Linked DNA regions of Mustela erminea: region 1 is linked to region 2. The links are chromatin contacts, called in public Hi-C maps. All regions are on one chromosome and are shown on one strand. The core of a region is the stretch at or near the end of the contact, and the rest is flanking DNA. Distances in the headings are between cores, read along the strand shown.

What was found. Hi-C and Micro-C count contacts between places; a contact is called where the count stands out from the background.
Region 1: a contact with region 2 is called in a Hi-C map of fibroblasts, with 3 times the contacts expected there. The contact joins the promoter of DENR here to the promoter of KNTC1 in region 2. A contact is called at or near these places in 2 of 3 Hi-C or Micro-C datasets (fibroblasts and spleen).

What each region holds. Positions count from the first base shown.
Region 1 is chr13:86,154,037-86,161,017 of mMusErm1.Pri, forward strand. DENR (density-regulated protein) reads left to right here and starts at 3,703. Exons shown (of 8, transcript XM_032310094.1): 1 at 3,703-3,844; 2 at 4,878-4,992. The coding sequence starts at 4,887.
Region 2 is chr13:86,007,644-86,014,652 of mMusErm1.Pri, forward strand. KNTC1 (kinetochore-associated protein 1) reads left to right here and starts at 4,532. Exons shown (of 64, transcript XM_032309827.1): 1 at 4,532-4,706. It overlaps RSRC2 (arginine/serine-rich coiled-coil protein 2), which reads right to left and starts at 4,511. Exons shown (of 10, transcript XM_032309830.1): 1 at 4,387-4,511; 2 at 515-671. The coding sequence starts at 4,392.

The DNA.
Region 1 (6,981 bases), core at 2,453-4,952, 150 kb after region 2:
TTGAAACCAATTCAGAGGAGAATTCTTGAAAACATTCAGAGATAGGCAATCATATACACACGCACAGGCCATTGGGAATGCTACAGTGAATTTATAGAGGGATGGAAAACTAGTCAACAGAGAAACGATCAATGCAGCTCTACCAGACAGAACTCATGTGCATTTCTCTGGACAATAGCCAATTGCATTTCTTGGTTTTCCACAATTTACAAAATTATAAAATAGCTCAAACATAGTGAAAGATGGAGGTGATACCAAAGAGGGCTAGGACACCATTGGTCCATTTGGAAAGCTGGCGCAATGTTTCCCAACAGAAGGGATGCCCCCCCCCCCCACCATCTACCTATATCTCATGCACCAGGGCTGTGTCACATAGTCACCTTCCTTGCAAGGGAGGCTGGGAAATCAGGCGTCTAGCTGGACACACGGCTCGCTCAAGTGAAGCAGGATTCGGTTAGTAAGGAAGTCTGCCTCACCTATATATCCACTTGATGTAAGTGCACGAGATTATTTCATAATTTTTAGCTCATGTGAGTATGAAGATGAATTCAGTTGACATCTGTTGTTTTGATACACTGACATCATTCCCCTCCTGTTCAGAGAACCTCATATTTCCTTTGGGCTGTACCTGTCTCCGCCCTCTACACCCAGCTCCAAAGGTGGACACATGACTCCGGGCTTGTTCAGTTATGGGGATGGATTTTAGACCAGATGCAGCTGGAGGCAGGCCAATTAGATTCAATCTTTGAACTTTCACAGGAACGAAAGCGTGATTTACGGTAGAAAATAGTAATATTTGGGGCGTCTGGGAGGTTCAGTCGTTTAGCCTTTGCCTTCAGCTCAGGTCATGATCTCAGGGTCCTGGGATCAAGCCCACATCAGGCTTCCTGCTCAGCGGGAAGCCTGCTTCTCTCTCTCCCGATCCCCCTGTTTATGTTCCAGCTCTTGCTGTCTCTCTGTCCAAAAAAAAAAAAAAAAAAAGCAAAATTTAAGTCTAAAAGATATTTAGTCAATTTCCTGACAATGGTTGGTGCACAAATTGATTCCAATATTCTTTGTCATAATTCCACTGCTCCTCAAAGAGTCTGTGGCTTCCTGGTAAGAAACCTCTGGGAAGTTTATTTAGTATGTGGCTCCTGCTTTTAGAACTTGAGAGCTGATAGGCTGTATGCTAGGAAGTTAGGCTGTAGTATATGCTAGGAAGTTCAAGTCTAGGTTGGAATGCCAGTGGTGTTCGGGTACAGTCTGCCCAGAAAATAACCTCATCTAAGTATTTAAGTGTGTGTGTGTGTGGGGGGGGGTTCATTCGGGGCATTAGTTACATGGGGAATAAAGAGTTGAAAAGATAGGGGGCGCCTGGATGGCTCAGTGGGTTAAAGCCTCTGCCTTTGGCTCAGGTCGTAATCCCAGGGTTCTGGAATTGAGCCCCACATTGGGCTCTCTGCTTGGTGGGGGGCTTGCATCCCCCTCACCGCCGCCTGCCTCTCTGCCTACTTGTGATCTCTCTGTCAAATTAAAAAAAAATTTTTTCTTAAAAAAAAAATAGAAGAGTTGAAAAGATAAACAGAGGTGGTTGAAGCAATTCAGAGACTAGTGGCAGCAAGAAGCCGACAATCACACTGCCAGGCTACAGATTAGATCCAGGAAGAAATCCAGGGTACAGGTGCCCAGGGTCAGGGATCCCCTAACAATACAATGGGTTAACCAGTTGAAGTCAGGGATGCTGTTCACCCGGGTGGGGTGGGACGGCTGGGAAGGTGACTGTTCCTATTGCTGCCTCCTGTTGGCTGAACCCAGCTGGAAACTCAAGAACAAGAAAGCCAGGGAATGTAGTCTCTGGGGGTCCAGCACCCCCTTCTTTACAAAGCAAAACAGGAAAAGGGTGAGGAAGGGAACTGAAGCCATTGAGTCTACTACACAGGACTGGCCACTTAGCCACATCTCATCACATCTAAGATGCCATTGATTATGGGATGCCATTATTTTATGCAACCCTAAGAAAGAAAAGAGCTGCCAATTAAACTATGACACGATGCTAAAACTTCATCCATTGCAATGGGTCTTGGTATGAGATATTAAAATGTGGAAAATATGCATCTTAAGATCAAAAAAATATGCTATTAGCTGTGTGATTTTTTAAAAAGATTTTATTTATTTATTTGACAGACCAAGATTACAAGTAGGCAGAGAGGCAGGCAGAGAGAGAGGAAGGAAGCAGGCTCCCTGCTGAGCAGAGATCTAGGACCCTGGAATCTAGATCTAGATCTCAGGACCCTGGAATCACAACCTGAGCTGAAGGCAGAGGCTTTAATCCACAGAGCCACCCAGGCGCCCCTAGCTGTGAGATTTTAAGCACATGTCAACTTAATTCATTCCACCTTTGAGCTACAATTTTACCATCTGGAAATCAAAGACAATACCTGGGGGGGGGGGGGTTATTGTAAGGATCAAATCAGCTATCACTTTTAAGATGGTTAAGTTTAACAAGAGTAGACACGTGTCTCTTGTTCACTGTATCCCCAGTGCCTAGCACAGTGCTTGGTGCATAATAGGAACACAAGGTAATTTTGTGGAGTGAATCCCCCGGACTCTATATTCCCAAATGAGCAGGTTATTGGCACATAGTGGCAGCTGGGTGTCAGTAAATGGAAGTTATTATTGAACAGAAAGCTATTATTATTGGACTCAACCACGTTTGGGAATAAGATCTTCTTTCACTAGTTAAAGAGAATGGACTCTTCTATGGGGGAAAGGAGGGACTCCTCTTTTAAGAAAGATGTCCAAGTGGAGGCCACAGTCTCTGGTGGAAAAGATTGTGCCAGATGGCTTTGTGCACACGAAGTAAATCTTGAGCAGAAAATTTAAGGATGGTGGTGGCGGCGGCGGCAAAAGAAATTGGCAGGGAAGGAAGCAAAGAGGTGGAGGACAAAACAAAATACAAAAAGAACGACCTCCACCGGCTACGAAGCACATTTTGGTCATCATTTTCCCAACCCTCTGCGATCTGCAAGCACTGTCATGTTGTTCCCATCTCACAAATGGGACTCAGGCGGAGCTCGGTGAGGAAGGGATTTTCCCGAAGGAAAACCACCAGACGGAAGCAGAGCTGAGACGCCCACCGCCCCCGCCCCCGCGTGTGGTTCTGTCTGTCTACCCGGCTTCTGGCTGCTGAAAGCCGGAGACCCGAGAGATTAATTCCAATTTGCAACCCATGTAAGGATAGGTAACTACGAGGAAGGCGATGAAAACAGCTGTTAGGGTGGGGAGATTATGGGCGATGAGAACAATCTAGGGAGCGCTGACATGATCTTCTCCAGAATAATTCAGCCCGTGCAAGGAGAGGTGTTGAAACCAAACGCCTTTTCCAGCTGCCATCTCCCCGCGGAGGAGTGACTTATCCAACAGGCTGGAGGTTAGTCAGGACTCCCGGATGCACCCCAGACGCGGGGCAACATTCCCCAGCTCATTAATAGGGAGTCACTGATGACTACGGCGCACGTCCCCACTGCATCCGCGCCCGCTTCCACGCGCCGCACGCCGACCGCCCATTCTCTCCCGCGGGTAGCGAGCACCGCCTACTGGCTGTCAGCCGTTCGCAGGCTTGGCCCCGCCCCCGAACGAAACGCGCATGCTCCTCAAGGCCTCTCCGCCTCCGCCTCCAGGCTTCTCGCGACAGCCGCCCAGCGGCGGCCTGAATCTCGCGATAAAGGCTTATTGTCTCGCGGGACCGCGGCTGGCAGACGGGCTTTCAGGCGGCCCTGGCCGGGGAAGAGGAGTTGCATGTGTCGCTTCAGCTGGCGGTAGTGGCGGGAGCGGAGGCGGCGGGGGTTGTGCGACCGCCCGGGTAACGACCCCTTGTGCCTTTCGCTCTTCCGAGAAGCTCGTAGAGAGCGTGGGGGAAGCCGAGGTGCTGCCCGGCGGAAGGGGGCCGGGCCGGGCGTCTCCACACCCCCGCCCACATGGGCCCCTCTGGTGTCCCCGGGATTGCCCCTTTGCCTCAGATCCTCCCCCAAGTCCTGGCCGCCCTTGTCGCCCCAGTGCTCTTACATTCTGACCCTTGCTGATTCTTCTGCCCCCATTTTCTCTCTTCAGATTCTGGTCTCCCCGCCCCCTCCCACTTCCATCCCCTTCCCTGATTCCTGTGTCCGTCCCTCGGCGTTGAGCTGCCCCCACACCCTGTACCCGGGGCACCTCTAGTCACCCACCCCTTCTTCGTAGGCTTTTTAAGCCTCTTTTCCTCCAGCTGCTTTGTGGCCTTTTTTTGCTGCAGTTTGCATCCCTTCCAGGTCACCCCCAGACCTTTTGTCCCGTCCCTAGGGATCATCCTCCCCAGCCTATTAACCCGTTGCTTCCTCTTTCCCCTAGTGCTCTCCCCACCCCCACCCCTACTCCCACCCCAATTCTTCACGGTCTTTTTGCTGCTGTCACTTGCTTCCCCGTAGACCTGTGGAGCTGGTAGTGGTGTGCCCACAATTGCTTGTATTTTATGAATCTTTTTTATTTTATTTTTATTTTATTTTTTTTTAAGATTTTATTTATTTATTTGACGGGGAGAGACATAGGGAGAGAGGGAACACAAGCAGGGGGAGTGGGAGAGGGGGAAGCAGGCTCCCTGCCCAGCAGGGATGTGGGGCTCGGTCCCAGGACCCTGGGATCACGACCTGAGCCAAAGACAGAAGCTTAATTACTGAGCCACCCAGGTGCCCCATGTATTTTATGAATCTTAATGCAGCTTGTATCCTTCACTTAAGAACAGAATCGAAAGAGATTTAGGGGTGAGGTATTGCTAGTGCGAGGGGGTGAGGCTACATCAGAACAGGGCCTTTTTGGGGTCTTGGTCCAAAAGAGTGAAAACGTGTTATTTTCCTTGCTTACAGGTTTGGGAGATGGCTGCTGATATTTCTGAATCCGGTGGGCATGATTGCAAAGGAGACCCGAGGGGCAATACCAAGATAGATGCAGACTACCCACTGCGAGTCCTTTACTGTGGAGGCAAGTGTTACAAAGCAGAAAATGGCTCTTTAATGCTCCCTTTATTTTTATGCATTGTGATAGTAGTATCACATTTGGTCCTGTTAATCCTCTTCTCATCTGTCTTTGTTACCGGGGAAATCCTCAGTTGGGGGCTGGAGGGGTGTTGGTGAAGGGGAGGCATGGGTTAACTTGTTTTTCCCCTGACGTGTATGACTTGTGTCTTGCTACTTGGCCTGGAGACGCTTACAGTCAGAAATAGAGATTTGGAAATGGATGATTTCAATGTAACGTTACTTGCTAGCCTGGCTGTTAGAGGAGTTGTTCTTGGAAGATACTGAGTCTGAAGGGATGACAAGGACCGGGTGAGGACGTGGGGAAGGGCATCCCAGATGAAGTGAGCAGGTATGCAAGAAAGGACTTGATTCACATCTGCGGAGAAGTGAGCAGCTTTGGGTTAGTATAGTGTGGATATAGGATAGGGTTCCTCCATTCAGTGAGGAATGGAAGTTGATGAGGTTGGAACAGTGGGTCATAGGACAGTCTTGGGAAAGTCTTCTTGGTTTCATCACTAATATATCTGTTAGATTGAATCTAGATTCTTTTTTTCTTAGAGTGTTTTCCCTCATTTTCTCTCTCTTTTTTTTAAGGTTTTATTTATTTACCTGACAGAGACACACAGAGAGAGGGAACACAAGCACAGGGAGAGGGTGAGGGAGAAGCAGGTCTCTTGCCAAGCAGAGAGCCTGATGCGGGCCCGATCCTAGGACCCTGAGATCACGACCCGAGCTGAAGGCAGAGGCTCAACCCACTGAGCCACCCAGGGGCCCCATTTCCCTCATTTTCAATGCAGAAATATTTGTGAATTGGAAATTGTCCTAATTTTATTAGCATTTTGCAAAGTTTCAGAAAAATCTGAAGGGACAGGATAGCAGAGGGGGCAAGGAAATACTAATTTTTCTCAGGAAATATTTTTGACCACTTACTTGGTGCCTCACAGTGTTTTAGGTGCCAGGGACTGAGTAGTGATTGGATAAGTCAGGAAAGGTCCTTGTGTTTGGAGACTTTACATTTTTTAAGTATAATAAGAGACATCATCTGGAGTTTAGTTTACTACCGAAGGAGAGGGGATATCGCTGAGTTAAAAAAAAGTTGTCAACTTGGTATTTGTCAGATATCTTCGAGAGTAAAAATTATAAAATACCTCAGTGAGAATAAGGCAGGGAAACTTTTTATAGGGTTGATTGAGTTTTGTTACGATACTAGTCTTACTTGGTCATCTTGTTTGCCTTTGGAGTCACGACTAGTGTCTGCATCCTGACTCCAGCATTACCAGCTATATGACCTTGGGCAAGTTACCTAATTCAATTAAGGATTAAAGGTGTGTTTCTTAAGGTCTGTATAATGAAATGATGATTATGTCCTAAGGTGATTTGTGTAAAGCTTCTGATATAGCAACTAACACAAGAACATAGTACAGTAGGTTTTATAATTAGAGAACTATACTAGTTTAGTATGGTGTATTTATCTTTGTCAACTGGTAAAGAGCTATTGATTTTTGTACTCTATTTCATCTAATCTAAGACTCCATGTTTTATAAGATTCACCACTATTTTATGTTCTACTAAGAAAGAAAATTGTCATATTAACATGCCATAATTATAAAATAATTCCTATAAAAAATTTAGCATTGATTGGGGCACCTGGGTGGCTCAGTGGGCTAAGCCTCTGCCTCTGGCTCAGGTCATGATCTCGGTCCTAGGATCGAGCCCCACATCAGGCTGTCTGCTCAGCAGAGTGCCTGCTTCCCTATCTCTCTCTCTGCCTGCCTCTCTGCCTACTTATGATATCTCTCTCTGTGTCAAATAAATAAATAAAATCTTTAAAAAAGGGGGCGCCTGGGTGGCTCAGTGGGTTAAAGCTTCTGCCTTCGGCTCGGGTCATGATCCTAGCGTCCTGGGATCGAGTCCTGCATCGGGCTCTCTTTTCAGCAGGGAGCCTGCTTCTTCC
Region 2 (7,009 bases), core at 3,282-5,781:
AAAAAACATACAGCAAAACATCATACTTTCTATACCACATCAGTCTAATTCTTTTTCAAGTAAATGAGTAAGAAACAACTCAGAATGCCAAGACCTCTCACTTCAGAAATATTCTAACATTAAATTAAATAAAAAAACAAGGTTAAAAATTTTCCATAACTCACATCAAAAAGCACATTAAATAAGCTCAGAAAAATACACCACTGCCCAGGCACATCTTTCAAAATATTTTACCAATGTTGAAAGACTGAAATTTAAACAACTCAGGGTTAAAACAGAATTACTGTGACAAAAATTTAAATATATATATATTTTTTGCCTTTGGACAAGTCATGACATTTCTGCATTTGGGTTTCTCATAACTTAAAAAATTGTCCAGAAAATTACCAATGTACTTTCCTTACTGATTTCTCAACTGAAAAGAACACCTATTAATTATATAAAAAACTAAATTTATGGCTTATATACACATTTACATGGATAGAAGTAATTACAGTTTTCCAACAATTCATACCTGACTTTCGTTTTCTTTCTCTTGACCTTGATCGTGATCTCGAATAATGATGTTTTGAGGCTCTAGGAGAAATAGATACATCTGACTGCTCTTTTTTCTTATCTCTATCTGGGGATGTCTTCTCTGGGGCTAGTCCATCTCGTTCTGTATCACTAGCCTAAAAGTTTAAAGAGAAATGATTATTAAGTTCTTAATTACATTTAAAATGTTTCTAATTTCTTAAAAGAAGGAGGGAGGAGAATCATCCTTGAGTTTTACAAAATTTAAAAAAAAAAAAAAATCAATAAACCAGAATAGCCAATTTCTAAGTAGTTAAGTATTATTTGTACCTGATAAACAAGCCTGAATAAACTGAAATGACTAACTCGGTAACAGACATATGTAATTAGGCTGATGTCTTTAACTTTTTAAAAATTATTTTTAAAAAATCATTTTCATAACTTTCAAAACAATGGGGAGACGAGAAGAATAAGGGCTCCAAGTATTTCCAATAAAACAAGCAGAGAAAATACAGTCCATTTTAGATTTGTGAAGTCATTTGTGTGACTTTACCAATACTTCCATATTAGCAAACATTAAAAAGGCATTTAAAATGAAGTAGTAAAATTTAAACAGACTTAAGTCTGTAAAATCTAAGAACAGCAGAGAATGCTTCTAGATTATAAAAGAATAAACAAAATTAACTTACCTATCTGAGAACCCACTCTTTAATTTCATTAACCCTCTTTAATGAAAAGAGCCCCTTGGCACAGTACTGCTGCAAAATATGGTCTGCCTCTCCTCACATATGCTCTGTGCTATGGAAACATTAAGTCGTTTCTGCTTCAAAGCATTTTATAAATTTTCACAATGCAAATTTTGTACAAGTTAAAAAAACAATCAAGTATTACACTTTCCCAAGAGTCCTTATTTACTCAAAAGGACGTTCCTTCATCTAAGTATCAGTTCCCTGTTTTCCAACTTACTTGCTCATAACTGCGTACTGAGCAAAGCAAGTAAGAGTATCACACAAAGACATTGATTTAAATGAGTCCTAGAAAAAAGCTCTGCGAAGCTAAAACCTGAATGTTCCCAAGTCAGATTTTGATTAAAAGGTAGAGGGAACAGTTTCAGCAGTATGTAGAAGGTGGACTACTTGACCTTTGACCTAAGAAAGGTTTTCACATTTTGGAAGGATTATTAAGCAAGGAATGGGACAGAGACTATATGTGATCCACAATGCCTAAAATATTTATTACCATGCTGTTTACAAAAGAAACTGGACTGGATAAATACGGATTTTCAGCAGGAGGAATAAATCACATGACAACGAACTCCTTCCCTTAAGAAAATCAATCCAGAAAACAAATGCCAAGGAAACTAAATGGGGAGTAATTTAACAAATGAAGTGTGAGAGATTGCACTATTTCAACAACTAGTTACTGAGAGTCACAAATGTGCCAAACTCAATGCTAGACTCAAAGAGTAAAATGATAAACGCTTAGCTAGGATGAAAGACATAAATGTGTTAAACCTCTAACAATGGTAAAAAAACAAAACAAAACAAAAAAACACAACCAAACCAAACCAAGCACAAAGGAAGAAACTAACTGCTGGAGAGACTCTCAGGTGATCACACATGCTTTCTCCAGTTTTCTATGTATGGGTGATATCTGGAATCATAAAACTTTTGTGAGGGAAGCTTTCATCACAGAATCGAGTTCAACTTTCCGATCTCACAAAGGAGATCCAACAAACATTACCTGCCTCTCCTAGGATGGTACTCTAGCTCTTTGCTGTCTACTATTAAATAACTGATGCTGTACCACAGGTAAGGATACTTAAGATTTTCACAATACTGGTCATTTTCTTTTAATTCTCGTTCTCATCATTATCATTACAAACTATTTCATATGTCTCTGATGCTGTGAAGTGCTGGTAGGGCCTGCATTTGGTAAAATAAAATCGCAAAAACTGAAGCACTGCTCACTTCTCTTAATTCATGCGACTTCTCTACCAAAACCAGCATTCCTGAACCACTGGCACGTCTCATTCACACCACCTTCTGATGGAAAAGGCAGCATCTAGACCAGGCAGTACAAGTTTTCAGTCAATGGTTTATTTACTTGCTTAACATGGGAGAAGCCTGGCATCAGGGAAGTCAAATGCCCTTTGCTTAGAAAGGTACCCTGTAATACAAGATAAAAACTTAAACCAAAGAGCCATTTTCACCTGTAAAATACACTATAGAAACAAACAAAACCAACCATTCTATCACTAAACAGACTACAAATGATAGGTGGCCACTTCTCCCACACAAAACTTTTATTTCCATGAGGTTATTTTATAGTGCCCTAGTGAAAAGTATCCAAAAAATGAAGTGAATAAAATTTCTCTGAAAATTACCAAGCTTTATTTCAATTTATCAGGGTGTACATACTAAATCTTAAATGCTAACTGCGAAACTGTCCTCTACTCCAGCACCTGCTTTTTCACCACTGTTATCTTAACATTGACATCCCGTTTAAAACCCTAATAGTGCTCAAGACAGTACACAAATCTTTCTCCAGTGCAAAGAAGGTACACTGGCTTTAATACTAGGCCACTTCTCCAGGGAACTGTGTCTCTTTATTGAAGGAGGCCCTGCAGCACCAAATGTTTGAACGGACTTCATTTTTTTAATATATTTGCGCCCAAGTAAAACACCACTATTCTTTAAAGTACCTTAAAAGGCCCAAAACACTATTTAAACAAAGGAAAACATTACATCAATTAATTGCACAAACACCAAACAGCCTTCCAACTGTTTGAAACCTTATAAAAAAAATAGGTTCTTAATTCAATTAGGTACTGGGGGAGGGGAGTGCAGAAACCATCCTAATTTCAGATACCCCAATTTTTTGCAAGGGCAAACTACGAATCTTCCGGTATGTTTATAGTCCTACTTATTTTTGAAGAGGAGTACATAGAACTTTCTAGTCAGTCGAAAAGAACACAAGATGCTTGCATTTTTCTTTTAACAGGGTTAAGAAAAACGAAGTAGTCACAATAATGTGACCCACCAGAATTGAGCATCCTATACCCGAATCAGGCTTTTTAAAAGAACTAGTGTTCTTATTTAAAATTAAATGGGTCAATGAAGGGTTCTTAAATGTAAGAAACAACGCCAATGATAAGGCTTTATTATAATCCTTCTCAAAGACTTCAAAATGATTACATCACGAGCTGCTTCGGAAATGAACGACAATCGGAATTCGTAGTTCAAAGCCCTCTCGGAATTAAGTCGATTTTTTTTTTAAACTCCCTTTGAGCAACAGCTTTCTCAGCTCCGTACTAAGGAATAAACTAAGGTTTTCACAGACGAAACACTAATTAAAATTATGCAACTAGAATTTTACTGAGCGTAAGCAAAAAATCACCCCCCAAAACGTTACAAGACGATTCTCTTCTTCCATTCCACTCCTTACAGACAACGCCTTTCTGATCCCATACTTTTCAAAGACCCCCCCCATCCCTTTTCTCTCTTCCCCAGCCCTTCCCCAACGCGAACAGAAATTCCCAAGCCCTAATAAAACTCAATAAAAACGACTAACAATGAGTTAGCTAAACTGGAGACCGGTCTACGAGTGGAACGGAATACAGGCCTAGAAAAGGGATGAGGAAAGTTCTGGAAAAAAAAAAAAAAAAAGACACTCCCTGCGGCTCCCCACCCCCACCGACACCGCCTCATTTCCCCCTCCCTACAGCAGGCAGCCATGATGGCGGGCGCAGAAGAAGGCCGCGGCGCCATTTTGTCCACACACGCGCGGACAACAGCTCTGGGAGCCGTTCACCCGCTCTTTGGAGAGTAGCAGAAAAATATCCCGGGTTTTATACTCAGCGTCGGCACCTACCGCCATAGTCCAGAGTCCTGGCCGCTAGGGCGGCGCCTCCACTTGCCGCTCTCAACTGTACCGGCCGCCCCGACGCTTCGCCACAGACTAAATCGCTCGCGCGAGAGACCCGGATGGCACAAAGGGGAAGAGGCCCGGCGCGTCGCACAGCTTGCTGGGAAAAAAAAAAAAAGGGTGGTGATAAGAGTCTCTATAGCAACGCGATTCGAGGAAGTGATTGGTTGTTCTTCTGAAAGGGGCGTGTAAGGCCAGGGAGGGGGCGGAGCCAAGAATACACCCTAGAATGCGCAGCCGGGAAATCGGAATGGGTGGAATTTAAGGTGGGGCAACTTCCTAGTTCGATTTTAAAGCAATTTTGGCCTCCTCCGGCTGCCGTAAAAGGGGTTGGGTTTGGTGTTCTCCCGCCAATTTAAACCCGTGGGCTAGAACCTGAAGAGATTAGGGACAGTTGTGGGTGGCAGGAAGAGGGTCGATAAGTTTGAGTGTTCTTCTTTAGTTTCTTCAGTTGCAGGTGAGGAGGGGGTAATGCGCTGCTGTAGAGACCTGGGGGTGGGTTCAGGTCGTAGTAACAGCGGCCTCAGCCCAGTTCGGGTGTTTTCCCATCAAGAAGCTGGCGGGAGTGAGTTTGAAGTCGGTTCTTGCTGGTCCGTTGTCCGGCGGGGAGCGCTTGTGCATGGGGGCCTAACTGACACTTTCATTTCACCTAATTCGCTAATCGGTTCTCCACCCAGCCTCTCGACTGATCAAAAATCGTTTATCAAATCAGGTCACTCGTCTCCTGAGTGTCTTTCCTCTGTAGTACCGAGCATAAAAACCCAATCTTAAAGTTGAGGATTCGTTTAGCTTTTGAACTGTTCCGTTTTTGCTGTGGCCCAGCAGCCGCCCCAAACTCCTTCCAGCCTCCGAGCCTTTGCACTGGCCTGCATTTCTTTTCTCTCTGAGCTTTGCAGAGTTGGCTTCTTGCCCTTGGGATCTCAGCTCCCATGTTCTCTCTTTCCTTTACCCAACAGGTTCTTCTTATGTGGCCCCTTGGCCCCCACCTGAGCATCGTTTAGTTCAAAACTTTAGCACTGTTCGTAATTGGGCACTTACTTATTTTTGTCGGGAGGTAACACAACAGTTAATAGGTGTGAATTTGAATCTTGTCTAACTATATCATTTACTCAATTTAGGTGACTTGACCATTTATTTAATCCCTGGCTCATGTCTCTGCTGTAAAATGGGCTGTTGTGCAGATTAAATGAGTAAAGCATTCAAAACTGCTGTGCATACTCCATACATGTTAACTGTTTTGTTTGTCCTTCTTAGACTAATTATAAACTTTGTAATGATGACAGGGCTTTTCTGCCTTCTGGGCTGTATTCTTGCTCTAGAGCACTCCCTGATACAAAGTAGGTAGCAGTAAACACTGGTTGAATGAGTGACTTGACAGCTCTGGAAGGTTGATAATATTTCTCTATTTTTTTCATATGTGCGGCACAGAGACCCATCAAAGTATTAACCCGAGCCTGTCCCTCCTGTCTTAATCTCCTTCCAACTCCCACCCAAACACACGAGCCACTAGAACTACTGTTTGTTCTAACAAGCTTTGTTTTGTACCTTTGCTCACACGCTTGGTAACAGCTCCTTTCCTATATTTAAAAACCTACTATGACCATAGCCTAAATGTTACCTGTTTTCACAAATGAAAATGATAAATTACCTAACGCTTAATATTGAGTGCTTGCCATGAACCAAGCACTGTTGCATGAGTATTTAAAACTCATTACCTTTGCAGGTACAACTATTCCTATTACAGGTAACTGAGAACAGAAGAAGGGATTACGTTGCTTTCTTGAAGACAACTGGTTATAAGTGAAAAAGCACCTTCACTGTGCTGTATGTTCCATAAAATTTAAAACCTACTTTTGCTAGCACTTATCAAAACAGTTGTAATTATTTGGTTGCTATTCTCCACCAGTGACTGATCAGGGATTATTTTTCATCTTCGTATTCTTTTCCAACTCACAGCACACAAAATGAGTTACATAAGTCTTGGCTGATGAGATGTTCAAGTGACTCTCCTAGGTTACAGGTATAATCTTTGATTCAGTCAGAAACCTAATCTAATTTTTCCCCTTTCCCCTTAGCATTTTCATTTACTGTTATAATACTGGAAACATTAATTGACTTTTTAAAAAGTTTCTTTGGAAACTTAACCATCCTCAGATATCTTCTCGGTCTGACTTTAGGTCTTCTGCTATTTATTGTTATACTGCTAAAAGGTTTATTTCAAATGAAAACTTGTTATAAGTTTAAGTTATAAGTTTAAGCTAGGCACACAACATATTAGAAGCTCTAGGATACATTGGTGAGATCAAATTTGTCTGATCCTAGACAGGTATATATATATATATATATATATATATATATATATATAGTTTTTTTTAAGATTTTATTTATTTGACAGAGATTACAAGTAGTCAGAGAGGCAGGCAGAGCGAGGGGGTGGGAAACAGGCTCCCTGCTAAGCAGAGAGCCTGATTTGGGGCTCGATCCCCGGTCCCTGAGATCATGACCTGAGCCAAAGGCAGAGACTTAACCCACTGAGCCACCCAGGCGCCCCTAGATGGCTATATTGTTC